2 separate regions of the Sus scrofa genome follow, and region 2 is linked to region 1. The links are chromatin contacts, called in public HiChIP or PLAC-seq maps. All regions are on one chromosome and are shown on one strand. Each heading gives the region's core, a stretch centred on a gene start, on an enhancer-like site or on the middle of the called end of the contact. The rest is flanking DNA. Distances are from core to core; before and after follow the strand shown. Region 1 has its middle 110 kb from the start of ERRFI1. Region 2 has its middle 12 kb from the start of SLC45A1.

Region 1 (6,007 bases), core at 3,324-5,823:
CTTAAAAATCGTCCCTGCCACCGCATTTTTTTTTTTTTTTAAAGGAGGGACTTGTTTCCAAAACCTCAAAAGCTGTGGCCACCAGCTGAGATCCTAAAATGACCCAAAAGTGGAGCTGGGGGAGAAGGCAATAAAACCAACCCCTTTCCAAGAAGTTCAGCCCTGGAGAAGAAGGTTCCTGAACAAAAACCACAGGCCGCGGGCCATCCTCCGCCCCTCTGTTTTGGTTGGCCCCAGCCTTGTGCTGTCATCCTCTCTCCTAACCCAAGCAATGCCTGAGATAATGAGGAGTTTTACATTTTTCCTAAAAAAAAAAAGGAAAAGAAAATTTAAAAAAAAGGTTTTTGTCTCAAATACTTTACATTTCAGTTTAGAAGGTACATGTGTACACGTGCACACTTAACATCTGAAAGCCTGTCCTCCAAACACCATTTTAACAAATTCCAAAGCTCACACACATCTCGGAATTCCAAGGTCGCAGATGCCTTTAGCTTCATTAGTAAGAACAGCAAGACCAGCTCACACATGTTCAAATGCATTACTCACGGTTAAAAGTCATCTTAAGATGAATGGGTTGGCTTTTTGCTTCTGGGATGTGAGTGTGTTCGTCGGATTCCTGCCCCCCTTGGTATTTTTTCCTCCTATTTAACCCACAACCTCAAGAGGAATGGAAGAATTTTCCAGCTCTCTTCCTCCACCCTGCCCTGCCCGCTGCCCATCTTACACTTTGGGAGTCTGAGGAGGGGGTCCAAGGGGAGTTTTCAGGGACTCTTCCATTTCCCTAATTCCTCCGCCCCATCCCTCTTCTTATCATGAGTCTTTCTCTCTCTTTCTCTCTCTTTCCCTTCCTTCCTTCCTTCCTTTCCTTCTTTCTTTCTTTCCTTCCTCCTTCCTTCCTTCTTTCTTTCCTTTTTTGCTTTTTGGGGCCACGCCAGCAGCATATGGAAGTTCCCAGGCTAGAGGTTGATTCCGAGCTGCACCTGCCAGCCTACACCACAGCCACAGCAACTCGGAATCCAAGCTATGCTGTGATCATAGCTATGCTGCATCCTTAACCCACTGAGCGAGGCCAAGGATTGAACCCAAGTCCTCATGGATGCTAGTCGAATTCTTAACTGTGGTTTCAAGAAATCAAGACTCTTTCATCATCCTCCACACGAGACGTCATTTCACCCACTGATGCTTCACTATGCTCCTGGGACAGAGGAAGACTTTTTCTCTTTTTTCCAACTGAAGTGCAACCCCATTATCAGCCTCACACAATCAACACACCCCCTTCAATGAGGGGACCACGGCCAAGCATCGGGGGAGTGGCTCAGGGCCACTGTTGGTCAGAGAGTTGGTGGTCAGGGAGAAGGGCTGGGTGGAGACAGAGGAGGAGGAGGACAAGCTGGAATCCTCGGATCTCTGTGTCTGTCTGTCCTGCGTCAAGTCACAGCCACCTTGGAGAGTAACACCTGTCTACCTCCACCTCCCAAGTCCTGTGAGAATTCCTCTCGAATGGCCTCCTCCAGCCTACAACTACCCTGGGAAAAGGTTTCCGGGGAATCCAGCTCCACTTGGCCAAATTGGTCTGGGACAAACCACAGCAATCATCGGATTTCCAGTCCATATGCAAACTTCCCCCGGGGCCTCAGCGATGGGATATTGTACCATTGGTTTGTTCAAACTGGGGCCCAAATAAGATCCACATGTTACATTTGAGTGTGGAGAGGCCGTTTATGTCTCTTTTAATCTAGACTCGTCCCCCGGGTCCTTGTGGAGACTCGTCAGATTCTTTTCCACTGAGCCACAATGGGAACTCCTTTTCTCCAGAGTGTTTCTATGTTGGAGAACCTGGGTTTTCTGTCCTGTAGAAATTCCCCACATTTTGAACCTGGCTGATTCTGTCCCCCTGGCATAGCGGCAGTGAGCTCTGGAAGCTTGATAAGATTCAGACAAGAATACTTGAGGTTCCCTAGGTTTTTTCCTCCCTTGGGGATCCTGAGCTATCCCCACATCTCAGGCTGATATGGGTGGGAGAAGCTGGGAAAGCCAGGGGCTCTCCTGCCCTAGGTCAGCTTCCTTTGCGTCCTCACAGAGCCTGAAGGGTCTCATTTGGGGATCAGGGTCAATGCCATGGCTGTGATTCCTTCAACCACTCCAGGCCTCACACCAAGGGCTGGTCTGTCTCCATCTTGGCCATATGAGTTCACTGTGCCTCCTTTCAACTTGCTGAGTATTGGAAGCACAATGATGCCAATTTGATTTTTGACACCAGCTGTTGTGTGTCAGTTGGAATAATATCTAGTGGGAAGAGCCCACCCACACACCTTCATTCTAAGATTAGGTTGGATTCCCTGTTTTTTGAAGCAAGGCAACTCAAGCTTATAGGAAGTAGGGTGTCCCCTCCTTCACCAGGGGGACACACAGATACAATACATCTCAGAGTAACTCTCCAGGGACCAAAGTGGACAGCCTCATGGACTCAAAGTGGCCCATCAATGCCGTCTCTGATTTTCTTTGGGCCACGCCCATGCTTCAGAAGTTCCTGGGCCAGGGATTGAACCCGAGTCACAGTAGCAACTGAGCCAAAGCAGTGACAAGGCAGAGTCCTTAACCACTAGGCCACCAGGGAACTCCTGTGATTTTCTCTCTGCCCTCGAACTTTCATACTCTGGGCTTGTTATTCTAATTTAAGAAGAACTTACTCTAGCCATCATGCTTGTGTTCAAGAGAGTGTTTATCAGCATTGGACTCTCCTGTTGCTTGAGCCAAACTCAGTTTTAGCAAGGTCCCTTCTCACTGGGGAAGAGAAATTGGAGTTGATGCCTGGGTTTCCCTGAACTCCAATTCTGCATCCAGATTCCCGGCGTTCTGGAAGGTCTATTCCGCAGCAACTGTTGACCCAGGAGTTTTAACGAGAACACTTGGTACAGAGTTGGGTGTGAGACCCATGATCCCAATGTAAGAAGCTCATATTAATCCTTTGAAGATTTTCCTTGAAAAGGAAACAGTGAAAATACTTTGGCAGGAGTTCCCATCGTCACTCAGCAGAAACGAATCTGACTACTATCCATGAGGACGTAGGTTCGATCCCTGGTCTTGCCTGGTGGGTTAAGGATCCGGCGTTGCTGTGAGCTGTGGTGTAGGTCGCAGATGCGGCTTGGACCCCGCGTTGCTGTGGCTGTGGTGTAGGCTGGCGGCTACAGCTCCGATTGGACCTCAATATGCCACAGGCGCACGTCTAAAAAAAAAAAAAAAACAAACAAACAAAAAAAACCCAAACTTTGGCAATAAACTACACTTCAATAAAAATATCCTCACTGATCATAATACAATCATGGTAATATAAAACACTTTGATAAAGAACTGTGGATCAGGGCAGTTCCCGTTGGGGCTCAGCGGTAACAAACCCGACTAGCATCCGTGAGGACATGGGTTTGATCCCTGGCCTTGCTTGGTGGGTTAAGGATCTGGTGCTGCCCTGAGCTGTGGTATAGGTCACAGGTGTGGCTCAGAACTGGAGTTGCTGTGACTGGGGTGTAGGCCAGCAGCTGCAGCTCTGATTTGACCCCTAGCCTGGGAACTTCCATATGCCATGAGTGTGGCCCTGAAAAGCCAAAAAAAAAAAAAAAAAAAAAAAAAAAAAAAGAATGGTGAATCTCTGAGGGTGCATCTCTGGACCAGAGTTCCAGGAAGTCTGAGTAACTAACTCTCACTGACTTCTGATAGACCAACACATGTTTTGACAGAAGGTATATTTGAGATAAAACAAGGGTCTGCCCCGGGAGCTGATGGGAGCAGATAGAGGTGCTCTCTTCTGGTGTATGCTGGGATCACTAGTTAGCATCTAGTTTAAGTGAAAAAGAATGCCTTAGAACTGATTCAGTCTGCCGTGCACCTGAAACCAACACAACAGTATGTCCACTATACTCCAATAAAATTAAAAAAAGAAGGGACATTAGAAGGGGTGTGCGGTGGTGGCACTGGGGTCGCAAATGGAAATGATATGGTTCCGGGAGCTGGAAGCACCACCCGTTCCACAGGGCCAGTGGGAGGCACATGCCAGGATTTCCGGTCCCCTCAGATTGCCCTAAGGGAAAGAGGCAATTCCATCAAAGGAAATTCAGGTGCCACTGGGATGGGAGAATGGTTACCGGGCAAACGAAACCCAACATTATCCACTTTCTCTCTCTGTGAAGCCAGAGGACCATGATCAGCTTCCTCTGATGAAAACATTTAGTTTCTGGGCTTCAGGAAAAAAAAGAAAGAAAGAAAGAAAAAAAAAAAATGGCCCGAAACCCTCCAACTTAAAGGAATGCATTTTCTAAAAATCTAGCTGCATAAACAATACCATGAAAGGCCAGAAGGAAGGCTATCCCGCTGGGGTATTTGTGTTGCATTTCTCAATTTACCACATTCCGAGAGCAGGATTTATCATCGTGGGTAGGGAATGTTTCTGAGGACACTCGAGGTCAGGGCAATGTGGTCATTTGCATTTTGAAACACAGGACCGTGTGTTTCCACAGCTGCCGTCTTCCCAGCTCTCTGGGACAGCAGGCTTAGTTCATCCTGGCCGAGGGACAGCCTGGCTGCATGGCTCGCTCGGGTCACAGAAATGACGGCTTTTCTTGCTCAGGACATCTGAGCTTTAGGCGGAGGCACAGTCGGCCAGCTGGGCAGTGGCCTCTTGGCTCGGGGATCTAAGGGGCTAGCAAGCAATTTGGGAGGAGACAGAGGTTGCCAAGGTGAACCCCAAGGTTCTGGTCCTTAAAGACAGAAGACTGTCTGCTTCCATTTCTCTTTCTCTCTTTCTTATCATCAGTCTTTTTATTTTCAGTTTCTTTTTATGTTTTTTAATTACTCAATGAATTTATTACATTTATGGTTGTACAGTGATCATCACAATCCAATTTGATAGGATTTCCATCCCACACCCCCAGCGCATCCCCCCAGCCCATTTCTATCTTCTTAAAGTAAAACGATGACTAACCTTCTTTCTGAGCCCTCAGTGGTGTCAACGCCCCAGGCCCTCCATCTGGACTTTAGCCGATACTCTGTGAAGTCATTTTCATTTAAAAATGTATACTCAGAGTTCCGTCGTGGCACAGTGGTTAAGGAACCTGACACAGAGGTTGCGGGTTCGATTCCAGGCCTTGCTCAGTGGGTTAAGGATCTGGGTTGCTGTGAGCTGTGGTGCAGATCACAGATGAGGCTCAGCTCCTGAGTTGCTGCGGCTGGAGCTGTGGTGTAGGCCGGCGGCTACAGCTCCGACTAGACCCCTAGCCTGGGAATCTCCATATGCTGTGTGTGTGGCCCTAAAAAAAAAAAAAAAAGACAATAAATAAATAAATAAATAAATAAAAATGTATACCCATCATCACCCATCTCAGATTAAAGAAAGCTTAAGGAACACTGACGATGAAAATAAAGGCTAAAAGAGAACAATTTCCACAAATTGGCCATAATATGAGTTTTCTCAGATTTCTTGGTTGTTTTCATCAGCTGAAAAATTAAATTTTTCCAAAATCAAAAGCTAAAAATAATGATGATAATGCCCTATCTTGCTCGTCATTTGTTAGGAATAAATATGACCCATATCCACGTGGCATTTTTGCTGAGCGACGCTGACAGCTCATAGTCAGAACCTTCTGTTTGTCATTTAGAGGCAAAATGGTGAGATTTGCCCAAATATAAAAACCTCAGTTATTAAAACTCAATTTTTTGGGAGTTCCCATTTTGGCTCAGCAGGTTAAGAACCTGTCATAATATCCGTGAAGATGAGGGCTCAATCCCTGTCCTTGCTCAGCAGGGTAAGGATCCTGCTTTGCCATGAACTGGGGTGTAGGTCACAGACACGGCTCAGATCTCACATTGCTGTGGCTGTGGTGTAGGCCAGCAGCCGTAGCTCTGATTCTACCTTTAGCCTGGAAACTTCCATATTCAGCAGGTGTGGCCCTAAAAAGCAAAAAAAAAAAAAAAAAAAAAAAAAAAAAAGGCAAAAATTCCAAACAATTCATAGAAC
Region 2 (5,559 bases), core at 2,706-5,205, 130 kb after region 1:
AAAAATAAAAATAAAAAATAAAATACGGTACAAATGAAACCGAGCTACAGAACAGAAACAGACTCACAGACATGGCGAACAGACTTGTAGTTGCCAAGGGGGAGGTGGAGGATGTGGGATGGATGGGGAGTCTGGGGTTGGTAGGTGCAAAGGATGACATTTAGAATGAATAAACAATGAGGTCCCGCGGTGCAGCTCAGGGAAGTCCATGCAGTCTCTTGGGCTAGACCATGACGGAAGAGAATATATGAAAGGGAACATATGTATAGAGAGAACTGGGTATTCACTATAGAGCAGAAATTGGCATAACATTGTAAACCCACTATACTCCAATAAAAAAAAAATTTTTTTTAAACGTCTAAACAAGTACCTAGCAATAAAAACCCAGGCTGCAGAAAAGCCTGCCTCTGGAGGAGAAGCATGTGTTCCTTGGTGGGATTATGCTGATGAAATAGTCATAAATAGTCATACATCCAGGCCCAGAGACGGTTTGCTTCCCTGTGCCCTGGTGCTGCCTGGAGGAGAAGCTGAAGAAGAAAAGTGATGAAAACCGGGCTGACGTGGTAAACAGAGTCCATGTCGGCCTTTAAGAGAGGCCTGAGTGTAAAATGGCTATGTGCTTTTTTTTTTTTTCCGGTCTTTTTGTCTTTTTAGAGCCGTACCCATGGCACATGGAGGTTCCCAGGTTAGGGGTCCAATCAGAGCTACAGCTGCCAGCCACAGCCACAGCCACAGCAACGCCAGATCCAAGCTGCGTCTGAGGCCTACACCACAGCTCACAGCAACGCCGGACCCTTAACCCACGGAGCAAGGCCAGGGATCGAACCCATGTCTTCATGGATACTAGTCAGCTTTGTTACTGCTGAGCCACAACAGGAACTCCTATATTCTTTTAGTTTAAATTTTTTTAGGGATTTTTATTTTTTCCATTATAGTTGGTTTACAGTGTTCTATCAATTTTCTACTGTACAGCAAAGTGACCCGGTCTCACACACACACACACACACACACACACACACACACACACACACACACATATATATTATAATTATGTAAAGTATTTGTTTATTTGGTGGGGTTTTTTTGGGGGAGGGGTTTTTTTTTGGTCTTCTTAGGGCCGAACCTGCAGCATACGGAGGTTCCCAGGTTAGGGGTTGAATCGGAAGTGCAGCTGCCAGCCTACACCACAGCCACAGCAACTCAAGATTCAAGCTGCATCTGCAACCTACACCACAGCTCACAGCAACGCCAGATCCTTAACCCACGGAGCAAGGCCAGGGATTGAACCTGCGTCCTCCTGGTTCCTAGTCGGATTCATTATTGCTGAGCCACGACAGGAACTCCAGGGAGAAAACTTTTAATCAGAGAAGCAGCAAAGCACAAAATCTTCTGAGCTCTGGTTTTGCCCTAAAGAGGTGAGCTCAGGGCAGGGACTGTAGGGCTGGGAGCTTCAGGGGAGAGGCTCCAAGAGAGGGACCTTGTCCCAGGGACACCCAGATGGTCACAGGGATGGGGTAGGGGAAACCTCTAGGAGACAGTGACGAAGGGCCTTTCTGGTTGAGGAAATGGCCATATGTTTTATTCCTCCTCTATAGTAGAACTAGACTATTACCCTGACGGATCAAAATTAGTCTCATTATCTGCGGACGTCAGCAGGAGAACGAGGCACCTTGGGTCTGTTTGGGTTGAGAATCTGAAAATCATTGCCATCAAGGAACAGATAAGGGGTTCTAGAGGGAGAAGATTATTCGGAGATCTTCTGCTGGCCTCGCTTTTTTTTTTTTTCCCCATGGTCTCCTGCGGCATATGGAAATTCCCAGGCTGGGGGTCCAATTGGAGCTGAGGCTGCAGGTCTTTGCCACAGTCATGGCCACATCAGATCCAAGCTACATCTTCGACTGACGCCGCATCTTGTGGCCATGCCAAATCCATAACCCGCTGTGTGAGGCTGGGGATCAAACCTACATCCTCAGAGACTCCTTCGCGTTCTTTCCTGGCTGAGCCGCAATGGGAACTTCCAGCCTTGCTATTGAAAAGCCCAGGGACCTTGGGCAGGTTACTTCTCTCCAGGCCTGGTTTCCTCGTTTTTTGAGGTGCTGGGGCTGGGTGACATCATCTTGCAGAATCGGCCCACTTGGGACTTTGGGATACATAAGCTGAGCTGTCCGCAAGCCCCCAAGCCCTTGGTCGTGGGGGAAATACAATGAAAAACAGACCTGGAAGTAAGATTTTAAAGCCATTTTAAATGTTAAATCTGATACATTACACCTCTTGAAAAACAGGACCCCAAACTTTCAGTTCTCAGTTTTTCAACAAACAACCTCCAACACTGTTTATTTCCCAGGAAAGGATTCTTATAACAAGCTCTTGGAGTGAAGACACCACCAGAATTCCCTAGAGAGGCCAATTCCAGTTGTTTCCATCACAAAGAATCCTCTCTGCTCTCCCGCCCTAAAAGCTTTCACCTCAGGTCTTGAGAGTGTTTAGCAAAAGGCCTTGCCACCTTCACAGGCCTTTCTCACCAGCCTCTGGAATTTTCTCGGTCCACAAAGGAGACAGCAAATTGCTTGCTTTACAAACTTCTCCAGGGGTATTTTGGAGAAGATGCAGCAGGAGGCAGCCCAGGCTCACTGGTGAGACCCCAGCACGGACAGTCTTGGCCACTTTGAGACCCGAGCGGGGTCCCTCGCTGGGCGGGACACCTCCATCCTCTAGCTGACCAGGGACAGACCTCCAGGGCCCTGCGTTGGCTGCTTCCAAAATGTTGGCCCTCAAGGAAAGAATCTAATTTTATTTGAAAAAGACAACTTCTGCTGCCCAGGTGCCTCCTGAACGGCTAAGGCTGATCCACAGAGCTGCGATGAAAAATGAGTTAAATGGAGTTAAAAAAAAAAAAAAATCTCTTTACAAACTAGAACAACACGGGCTATGTTGAGGCCATTAGCGGAATTTCACTCAGCAGGAGCCACTGTTTTCATCAGAGAAAGGATTACAGGGGAGGCTTCCAAGAAACAGAAAACAAGTCCCAATTCAAGCTGGGTAAATAATGAGGTGTCTACTGGAGGCCAAAATGTTGGACCCAAGTGGAGCCGAAAATACAGTCGGGATGAATGCGCTAGAAGAGGCAGGTTCATTGAGGGAGAAAGCAAAGCCCTTTAATTGATACCAAATGACTCACAAACAGGGGCCCATCATGGTGAGAGGGCAGAGTGGAGATTTGTGGAGGTGGGAGGGTCCCAGCACGCCCTTGATGGTCAAGTTTAAATGAAGACAAAGCCCTTGGCATCCAAACCCCGACTGCGGATCCAGTGCTACAGTCAGCGAAGTCTGGAGAGCTGTAACTTCTGCTGGGCTCAAGTTCAACAGCACCTGACTGATGGTGTTGGGAAAATGAGAAGTCAGGAAACAATACTTTAAACGGTGTAAAAATTAGAATGGAGAGCCCCGAGTTACCCAGAAATCTTTCAATGCTACTGCCCTATAAATTATTGAAGGAGTTCCTTTCCTGGAGCACACGAACGATTGAATAGGATCCTTCCAAGCTCGTAATGACTTGGAAGATCTTTCTTTAGTCACAAGAAGTCTGGGGACGTGGTTCTAAATCACAGCTGGATATTAGAATGTCCCAGGAATTTTCTGAACAAGAGAAAAGACACTGTGTTTCACTCCCCATTGTCCCACAGAAAGAAGGCGGAGTGGGATGTTTTAACAGACGGTGCTGGGGTTTTTTTTGCTTAGGACTTTATTTTTATTTCAAAAGGAGCACAAGCTCATTGTAACCCCCCCCCAAAAAAAAAAAAAAAAAGGGCAGCAGTGGCTGAAGAGAAAGGTCAGTGTCACCTGCCCCACCCCACTACCACTGCCCCAGGGGTGGACAGGACTGCAGTTCAGGGTAGATCATTCCAGACCCTGTCTTTGCGTATACAAATGACACACACATACCCTTTTCCCCTCTACGCTTCTGGCTAGAAAATTAAGACCAGCATTTAAGCATTCCTTTCTCTTGAGCTGTTTTGATAGCTTAGTGCTAGTTTGAAACATGAGCTAAACCAGAAGGCATTGTCTCAGGAAAGCAAACTGCTAAATGCCAGGGGCTGGAGTCAGAGCCACATTTTAACATTTTTAACCCATACTGGTTGAGGTGATCGTGGTTAAAGAACTAGGACCCTAATCTTATAGCTCCAAGCTTTTTCTTTTTTATTGAAGTATAGGTGGTTGTTGTGGTTTGGGGGATTTTTGTTTGTTTGTTCTTTGTCTTTTTAGGGCCACTCCTGTGGTTTATGGAGGTTCCCAGGCTAGGGGTCCAAGCAGAAATATAGCCACCGGCCTACACCAGAGCCACAGCAACTCGGGATCTGAGCCACATCTGCGACCTAACTACAGCTCACAGCAATGCCGGATCCTTAACCCACTGAACCAGGCCAGGGATCAAACCTGTGTCCTCACAGATGCTAGTCAGATTCATGTCCACTGAGCCACGACGGAACTCCTATCAACGTAGAGTTCATGTCCAATGTCGTGTTAGTTTCCAGTGTACAGCAAAGGGATCGGGGCGCTTTTTTCCACGACAGGTTAGTACACGGTATGAACTAGAGTTTCCTTGTTCTGTGGTAGGTACTTGTCGTTTGCCTGTTGCACAGAGAGTAGTGTATGTGTGCTAAGCCCAGACTCCTCATTTGTCCCCAGCTACTCACCCACTCCACTCTTATGTGGGTGGGATTTGATAGCTCCCGCAGTCACGGGAAGGAAATGTCAAGAATATTTAGGAGCCTGTGCAGACCTCAGACGTAAGTTTTTAACGCACTTCTGTAGGGAGGGTCTCTGAGCCCAAAGGTGGTTGTTTCAGGTCTGATCAAGCTTTGATGATCTTTGAGAGAAACCTGAAAGGCAACAGGGTTCGGCAATTTCATTTAAAACTAAAAAGACACAAGCGACAAACCCTAACCCTCACCATCCAAAACTCCCGGGAGCTTGGTTTCTCAAAGCGCGGTTTCGGTTCTGTCTGCCCAGAAGCACCGGGATATTTGTTAAACTAGTCCCCCCAGAGGTATGGAATCAGAATCTCTGGGAGAAAAATAGCAAGCCTTTTTTTTTTTTTTTTTTTTTGGCTTTTTAGAGCCACACTTGCTGCATTTGGAAGTTCCCAGGCTAGGGGTCGAAGCGGAGCTACAGCTGCCAGCCTACACCACAGCTACAGCCATGCGGGATCCGAGCCATGTCTGCGACCTACACCACAGCTCATAGCAAGGCCAGATCCTTCACCCACTGAGGGAGGCCAGGGATCAAACTGGCAACCTCATGGCTCCTAGTCGGGATCATTAACCACTGAGCCATGAAGGGAACTCCCAGAATTTTTTTTTTTTTTTTTATGGCTGCACTCATGGCACATGGAAGCCCCTGAGCCAGGGGTTGGATCCGAGCTGCAGCTTGGACCCAAGTCACAGCTGCAGCAACTCCAGATCCTTTGACCCCACTGAATTGGGCCAGGGATTGACCCAAGCCTCCACAGCAATCTGAGCCAGTGCAGTGAGATTCCACCCCCGCTTTTACAGCCGAACC

What was found. HiChIP or PLAC-seq counts read pairs in DNA pulled down with a chosen protein or histone mark.
Region 2: a contact with region 1 is called in an H3K27ac HiChIP or PLAC-seq map of skeletal muscle. The contact joins two enhancer-like sites. A contact is called at or near these places in 8 of 47 Hi-C or Micro-C datasets (embryonic fibroblasts, fibroblasts, mesenchymal stem cells and 3 more) and 1 of 2 datasets of contacts at active chromatin or transcription factors (skeletal muscle).

What each region holds. Positions count from the first base shown.
Region 1 is chr6:68,786,353-68,792,359 of Sscrofa11.1, forward strand. No RefSeq gene overlaps it. Among named protein-coding and RNA genes, the nearest start is that of ERRFI1, 110 kb to the left of the region's middle. Within about 2 kb of position 4,574, at least 33 of the 83 cell types and tissues checked have an H3K27ac peak or open chromatin away from gene starts, as enhancers often do. A contact at or near this core is called in retroperitoneal adipose tissue, skeletal muscle and subcutaneous adipose tissue, where this site is marked.
Region 2 is chr6:68,918,851-68,924,409 of Sscrofa11.1, forward strand. No RefSeq gene overlaps it. Among named protein-coding and RNA genes, the nearest start is that of SLC45A1, 12 kb to the right of the region's middle. Within about 2 kb of position 3,956, at least 32 of the 83 cell types and tissues checked have an H3K27ac peak or open chromatin away from gene starts, as enhancers often do. A contact at or near this core is called in retroperitoneal adipose tissue, skeletal muscle and subcutaneous adipose tissue, where this site is marked.